Linked DNA regions of Urocitellus parryii: region 2 is linked to region 1. A link is a contact called in public Hi-C data. All regions are on one chromosome and are shown on one strand. Each heading gives the region's core, a stretch centred on a gene start, on an enhancer-like site or on the middle of the called end of the contact. The rest is flanking DNA. Distances are from core to core; before and after follow the strand shown.

What was found. Hi-C and Micro-C count contacts between places; a contact is called where the count stands out from the background.
Region 2: a contact with region 1 is called in a Hi-C map of liver, with 5 times the contacts expected there. The contact joins the promoter of Wdr36 here to the promoter of Slc25a46 in region 1. A contact is called at or near these places in 2 of 2 Hi-C or Micro-C datasets (liver and muscle).

The regions. Positions count from the first base shown.
Region 1 is chr1:90,618,909-90,622,548 of mUroPar1.hap1, forward strand. Slc25a46 (solute carrier family 25 member 46) reads left to right here and starts at 1,781. Exons shown (of 8, transcript XM_026391309.2): 1 at 1,781-2,182. The coding sequence starts at 1,900.
Region 2 is chr1:90,952,572-90,956,211 of mUroPar1.hap1, forward strand. It overlaps Wdr36 (WD repeat domain 36), which reads left to right and starts at 2,066. Exons shown (of 23, transcript XM_026391310.2): 1 at 2,066-2,308. The coding sequence starts at 2,147. It also overlaps the pseudogene LOC113184573.

The DNA.
Region 1 (3,640 bases), core at 531-3,030:
TCCTCAAACCAACTAGACACTTTTTTCTTAACTGGTACCCAATAATGCACACTTCCCCTTTTACAGATTACCCATTGAAATAGGTGAAAGACAATTGCTATTTAAATTTTTTAATTAACAAATGGCATTTTATTAATTTTCATATGAATATTATCCACTTGCAATTATTATTCTTTAAAAATCTGTTTGTTCATACTAGATTTCTACTGATTTACTTTATTCACTGGTAAATACTCTACACTAAAAATAAGGACCTATTGTTTAAACCATGATTTGCCTTTCCATTTGGATAACTGTTTTTCTTTTTTCATTTGCTGAACAGACATTTAAATTTTATACAAATTAATTATACTCGTCCTCTGATTCCTTAAATGGTTTTTAACTTTGCTGTTAGTCTTACAAAGTTTCCAGTCCACTCTAAAAATATTCACCTAATATTTTCTTTCAGTATTTAATTTTTTAAAAAACAAAGAAAAAATACACCATTACAGAATGGAATTTGAGAGTGGGAACTTTTACTGATTTTTAAAATTTTCTTCCTTAACTGGCTACCCAGAAGTTCTTCTTTTAATACTTCATCCTTTCTCTACTAATGCTGATGGGGATGTGAAATTGTGAGACGGCATCTTTTCATATTAAAAATACAAACACACATGCACATACGCAGAGCTTCGATACTTCTGCTTTTCCTTTAACAAAACAGTAAATTTAGGACTCGAGACAATCCCATCCTTGAGCCAATCATCCCTAAGGAGCAGAGAAATACTTTTTATAGTCATGTCTAGTAACTAATTTGGTATTCCTTGTCCAGTTATTTGGTGTTAGTACTGGAGTAATACTGGATACAATTAAGAGAATCAACCCAACCTGGCCACCACAACAATTCACTCAAAACGAAGTTGATTATCACTTTAATGAAGATTGAGAACAGTACGTCAGGGTTCTCTTCTGAAAGCCCTCGGGATTCTAAGCGTCCGGTGGGAAAGAAGAGACACAGGAAGAACCCATGCAAGACTCGGTCAGATCTAGGGAGAAACACTCTGCCCCAAGAGCCTATGGAGCTCATGAAAACAGGTAGTAGGGGACTCCACACAAGTCTTCCTCGTTCAGCTAGGGGTGGTCCCGATTTTGAATGATAATAGATGGGATTTAAATACCCTGGGTGATTTAGATGCACAAGTAAAATAAACAGGAAAACTGTTTACAGTCGCTCTGCAGCCTTAGAAAGTAAAATACTTAATTCCTAAATCCCGGAGGGCGGTTTGTTTTAGTGTGTGAGGGGGAGGGTGGTTCTCGATTTTCACTTGAACTTTCCTAACGCTCGTTCAAAAGCGATATTGTTTCACTGGGGGAACCCAAATCTTTCAACTGATTTTTTCCCAAAGCCAAAAAAGCGGTAGACAAAGCTAGTAGGAACGTACTAACAGCTTTAACTTATACCAGCCCCCTGGGGACTGGCGAGGTACCAGAAGTGTGAGAAAAAACATCCCGGGGATAGGTGCTTGCGAGACATTTCTGGCCAACAGCTAAGCGGCTTAGCTCTAAGGCGAGCGCAGTCTTCCCTCTCAAAGTAAAGAAACATCTTTGACTTCCTCCCATCCAGGCCGCATCTTTTTGATACGGTCTTTAACTCCACTTGCAACCTCCTCGCAATAGAAGACAATTTTGAGGATCGGCTGGAGGTTGCTTCCGTGTTTCCCTAGCAACCGTGCTATAAAGATGGCAGGAAGAGCTATGATCACGTGCTCCAGGAACTTCCGTGTTCCCGTCGTGACTTCCGGTTGTCAGAATTCCCCCAGACGCAGCGGCTGCCGGGGAAGGGGAATTGTGCGGCCCTAGGTCGCCTTTGCCCCGGTGGTGGTGGTGGGCTCCGGGTGGGCTCGCTCAGCCCCTGCTGCAATGCATCCGCGGCGCCCGGACGGATTCGATGGCCTGGGCTACCGGGGTGGTGGCCGGGACGAGCAGGGATTTGGTGGCGCTTTCCCTGCCAGGTCCTTCACCTCCGGGTCGGACCTAGGCCACTGGGTGACTACTCCCCCAGACATCCCCGGCAGCCGCAACCTGCACTGGGGAGAGAAAAGCCCGCCCTATGGCGTGCCCTCCGCCTCCACCCCGCACGAGGGCCCCGCGGAGGAACCCTTTCCCGGCGGCTGCAGTACCAGCGTGCAGGGGCAAAGCACTGGTGAGGGGCGTCGCGCCGGAGGCCGGGGCGGGTGGATGGGTTGGCTGAGCGGTGCGAGAAGCCCGCAGACCCCGGAAACTGTGCAGAGGCTCCCGCCCCCGCGCCTTCTTGGCCTATCGCGCCCCACACCCTCTGCCCTCTTTTCGTCCTCTGTTCTTGAAGTGAGCCTCCTCCCTCTTAACGCATTCGTTTTCTCCCGGATCACCTCCAAAAAAGACATCTGCCTTAGCTATAGGGTGCATAGTAGGAAATTTTAGGGGTTGTGCCAATGATCTGAATCAAGGAAGAAAGGAATTTGGTTATTTGTTGTTACTTAATTCACTTTGGCAGCTTTTATTATTTTTTTTCTCGATTTAATTAATGGCTTTAATTGTAGCTTTGTGTTCCAGAAAGAGAAGCTTTTCACAATTGTCAAATTAGGGTTAAGGCTAGCTCTGCCACTCATAAACTGGACTTCTTTTTTAATAACTGGAAGACTTAGTTTTTCTCATCTCTAAGACTTGTAGAATACCTGATAGGGTGTTTTACAAGTTTTGAGATGACTTGCATAAGGTCTAGCAGGATATGGAACACATAGTAGTTAATACAGTATCCATTTTCTTCCTTTACCCTTTTCATCATGGGAGATCTATTTGTTTTTCAGATCTCTAATCTAGAAATTTTCCTTCCTGTAATTTTCCTTTTTCCTGCTTTCTTGGTGTAAAAAATCCACTTAAGAGTTAGAAACATTGATACAATTACATGATAAAACTTTGGAGTCAAAAGACGTTTATTCTTTGCAGGAAGTAAAGTGAGAGGTATTTTTGACTGCAACACTGCATGATCCAGATATTTTCAACACCCATTTTATTCGTAAAATGTAAATATATTTCATTCCATTCACCTGGAATTATTAGGGTAATAGATTAATTATATTCTCACATATTAAAAATATTCTGCACATTAGCCTTATACTAATTTCCTTGACTATTTTATTTGTTTTAACTGGAAAAAAACTTGAATGATTGTTTAATAAGCTACTGAAGATGTGATGAAAGATCAGTGACATAAAATTTACTTTTTGACTCCTACCTAATTTTCTTTCCAATGTGTCCTGCTGGTTCCACAAAAATACTGCAAAGCTTTTGTAAGTTATAAATTAAGTAATTCAAAATCTATATATAATTGTTACAGTTATCTTTTTGGGTAGTAAAGTTTGTTTTATCTTTTCCTAAGTTATGTCTTGATGGCTAAAATGAGGAGAAGCTTGTTATCAAAAGCAGGGGTTTATTTTGCAGCTGTTACTGGAAGGTAAGTGTAATTTTTATGAGAAGGATAGCCACCTGAAAAACTTACACAGTTATCAGCAGGTTTATACCTTCCTAACCCCTTCCAGAAAATGTGAGTGGCATTTTCTCTTAAAGGAAATATAGAGGATACGTTATGTACCATAAAAGGGTAGAAGCTGAAATGAGGAAA
Region 2 (3,640 bases), core at 816-3,315, 330 kb after region 1:
ATTTTCCGATCATAGCGTACTTCATCTGCCTTTGCCATTTCATCAAATTTAGATTTCTCTTTCCCAGACATTGTCTTCCACCTCTCAGACCACTTCTTGGAAAATTCTGCAAAATTGACAGGGACTTCTGGATTTTTCTTCTTATGTTCTTCTCTGCAAGTCTGCACAACGAAGGCGTAAGCAGACAGCTTGCCCCTTGGTTTCTTGGGGTCACATTTAGCCATCCTGACTGTATTGTTCGCTAGTCTGGGCAGCGCAGGGCACAACTCTCGGCTCAGCACTCCCTAGCCTCCTGCTAGCTGCCTCCACGAGAGCCGACACTATAGGTTCTTAATCAAGAAAACGACAATCCTTAAGGCTAGGCACTGCAATGGACATAATTCACAGCAAACAATTCTAGATTAATTAATTCACTGAAAATAATTCTAGATTAATTCTAAGCACTGCAAACACACTTAACCATGACAGGCTAATGACAGACATTCCCTCTGCATGTTAAATTCAAAAGTCTTAAGCCTTAGGCTTTATGTCCAGCAGATGCACACTCACTCAGGCCACGGTGATCAGATCTGGAACTAAGGTAGGCTTTTCCTGGTATGGAGTGGATGACTGGTTGAGGAGAGGGCGGTATGGAGAAGTTATGGCTCTCACCAAGGTCCAGACGAGGCGGTAGAGTTTGAGAGCCATGAAGACCACACAGAGGATCAAGAAATGATGACAAGTGATGAGATGTCAGGTCCTCATTAGGCTCTCCAGCTCCAGTACATCCTTGTTTCAGCTGGTGAAATCCCTTTTCATTAACTCTATTATTTACACTAAATTTTGGGGCTTTTGAACCCCCTTTCAATCCATATCAGCTTCCACCATATTTCTCCATGACACCATTTACCCTGGGGTCAGAAACATCTGGTCTGGTGGTCTCTACCCTGATCTTTTCCCCTTTCCCTCTTGTCAGGCTAGGACAGCCTGCCAGAGACTTCACTCTGTTTATCAGGGAGAGGGGAAGTAATGTGTTTGTGGTCTTACTGGAGGGATCTGTTGGCTGTGCCTGGTGACACTGCAGGTTTCAAATTGGAGTTTTTGAAATGGAGTTGCTTAGGCTCAGGCCTAAGGCCATCTTCACAGCTTCCCAAGCTCCCAATATATTGAAAAGTATTTATTCTGAGTATAAAATCAATATTTGGCCGGGCATGGTGGCACATGCTTGTAATCCCAGTGACTTGGGAGGCTGAGGCAGCAGGATCATGAGTTCAAAACCAGCCTCAGCAATTTATCGAGACCCTGTCTCTAAATAAAATACAAGAAAGGGCTGGGATGTGGCTCCATGATAAGGCACTCCTGGGTTCAATCCCTGGTACCAAAAAAGGAAAAAAAAAAAAAACATTAAAAAAAAAGCAATATCTGCCTGCTTTATTCACAACTCGGAAAACTTTAAAAATATACATCTGGTAATGAAAATTATATATATTTCCATGATTAAGTGGAATATTAAAAAGCAAAAATGTTTTCTATTATGGAATAGTTCCATCTTATACCAAAGTATAGCATTATGAACGCTCCAATTCCCTAGCTTCAACAATTATTAATCTTATTTCATCAAATCCGGCTTCTCATTTAAAATTATTTTGGAGTAAATCCTCACACATTTTGTAATCATTTCATCTGTAAATATGTATCTTCAAAACATAGGATCTTTACTACTATCATAGACTTAAAATTTAACTGTAACTTCTATGTATCATCAAATATCCAGTATTCGGATATTCTCGATAATCTCGGGGGTTTGTACTTTTTAAAATGATCATCATCATCATCATCATCATCATCACAAGCTTATCCTTCCAGGGCGCAGCGATTCCCGCTCCCCAACCATAAGGTTCCACCAGCTACAGAGCCAGAGCGCACGCAGAACAACGTGTGGACACGGAGGCCAGCGGAACCAAAGTCGCCCATCTCCTGCGGGCTGAGGAGGGAGCTCTTTGCATATTGCACTAAGGGCAGTCCGCACAAACGCCATTGGCAGCAGGTACCGGAAGCGGTCGCAAGTTTCCAGCTCTGGCAAAGGTTCTTCTCGAGACGTGCTGAGGTGCAGCGTGCGCGGTTTCCCTCTGGACCGGAGCCGAAAGGAATTGGGACCGTGGCAGAGATGGAACGCCACGTGGAAGGCCGCTCGGCGAGCTCACTGTTCGCTGGATTCCGAGCCCTGGGGCTTTTTAGTAATGATATCCCGCACGTGGTGCGGTTCAGTTCGCTGAAGCGCCGGTTCTACGTTACGACCTGCGTGGGCAAGAGCTTCCACACGTATGACGTGAGTGATTTCTTTGCCGGTTTCCCGAGAACTACCCTCCTCGGCTCCCAGCTCTGTCCTGGGGCATTCCCGCTCTCCCCTCCCACCCAACGAGGATTTCCCTTTCTGCTCTTCTTTTCCGTAACCCCACCCAGTTCTATTTAGCCACCCTCATTGAACCCTGGTGCCGCTGCTTTAGCTCTTGCAGTTCGGAGGGAACCTGGCTAAGGAATGAATACTTGAGAATGTCTCAGTGTTAAAGTATCATATTTGTTTAGTAGATAATTATTGATCCTCCCAGAGGATGCGAACATGAATAAGATAAGCCCTTAGACGACTCGCTAGACACTTATTGTGTAACTGACGACACAAACTGGGTTAGAAATCCGGACTGAAATACATTTAGGAGGACTGGAAGGGTGAGTTGATGATTTAAGGGACTCTTCACATTCGATGGCAATCCAGTTTCCCCGAACTTCCCCTGAGCATCTGTTTTCAACCAACTTTGAATATCTGGCGCCGTTTCACTCTAAGCTTTGCAGCAATTTCTTTGCAAGGTAGTTTTTTACTAATTTTGTAGCACCCTTATATAACTTAGGAAAGTAAGTATTAGGAAACTAAAGTTACATGCTGCTTATTAATGATGGATTCCCCCTTCCCCAAATTTACCACTAATTGAAATAGTATTTTGTTGTTCTTTCTCTTGTCTTCTCCAAAATAATGTAAGTTGTGTGGAAAGCAGGAATATGATGAAGGTGGTAATAGCCAAGGTTATTAAGCACTTTTTCTGGAAAGCATGGTGTAGAGTTGTTTTCCTTGAAGAACTGTGAAAATTAAAGAGGTTATTAACAAGAAGAGTGGGAATTGGGAGCTAGTTGAGTAAATGTAAAAAGAAAAGAAGGATGGGGTGAGGTGAAGAGAGTTGGGTTTCTGGAAGCCTGGGATGGTGATGGAGAAAGTTGGGTCAGAATGACATAAATCATGTGGGAGTATTTATTGATACCATTCTTCCCACTTCTTTCTTACTTGCCAATTTTTGGTTTTGCTAAAGTTTTCCTCCCTGAAACATAACTTTTGTAATTTTCTCATTTAAAGAAAACTTTTTCCACCTTTAGAGTAAAAATTTAATGAGCACATTTTTATTTAAATAAATCCTCTAGTAAATAAATGGATAATTTTACTGCCTTTATTGTGTAAATGGTTATGTCAAATTTATATTTGTAGCTTGCCAACATTCCTTTTTCCACATCACTGTACCCAGAAAGACTTAAAAGTCTCAAAATTCTGTATCTCCTTTTGAAATCATATGTTTGGTACAGTGTCTTTCCTAACATTTTGTTAAGCACAAACACA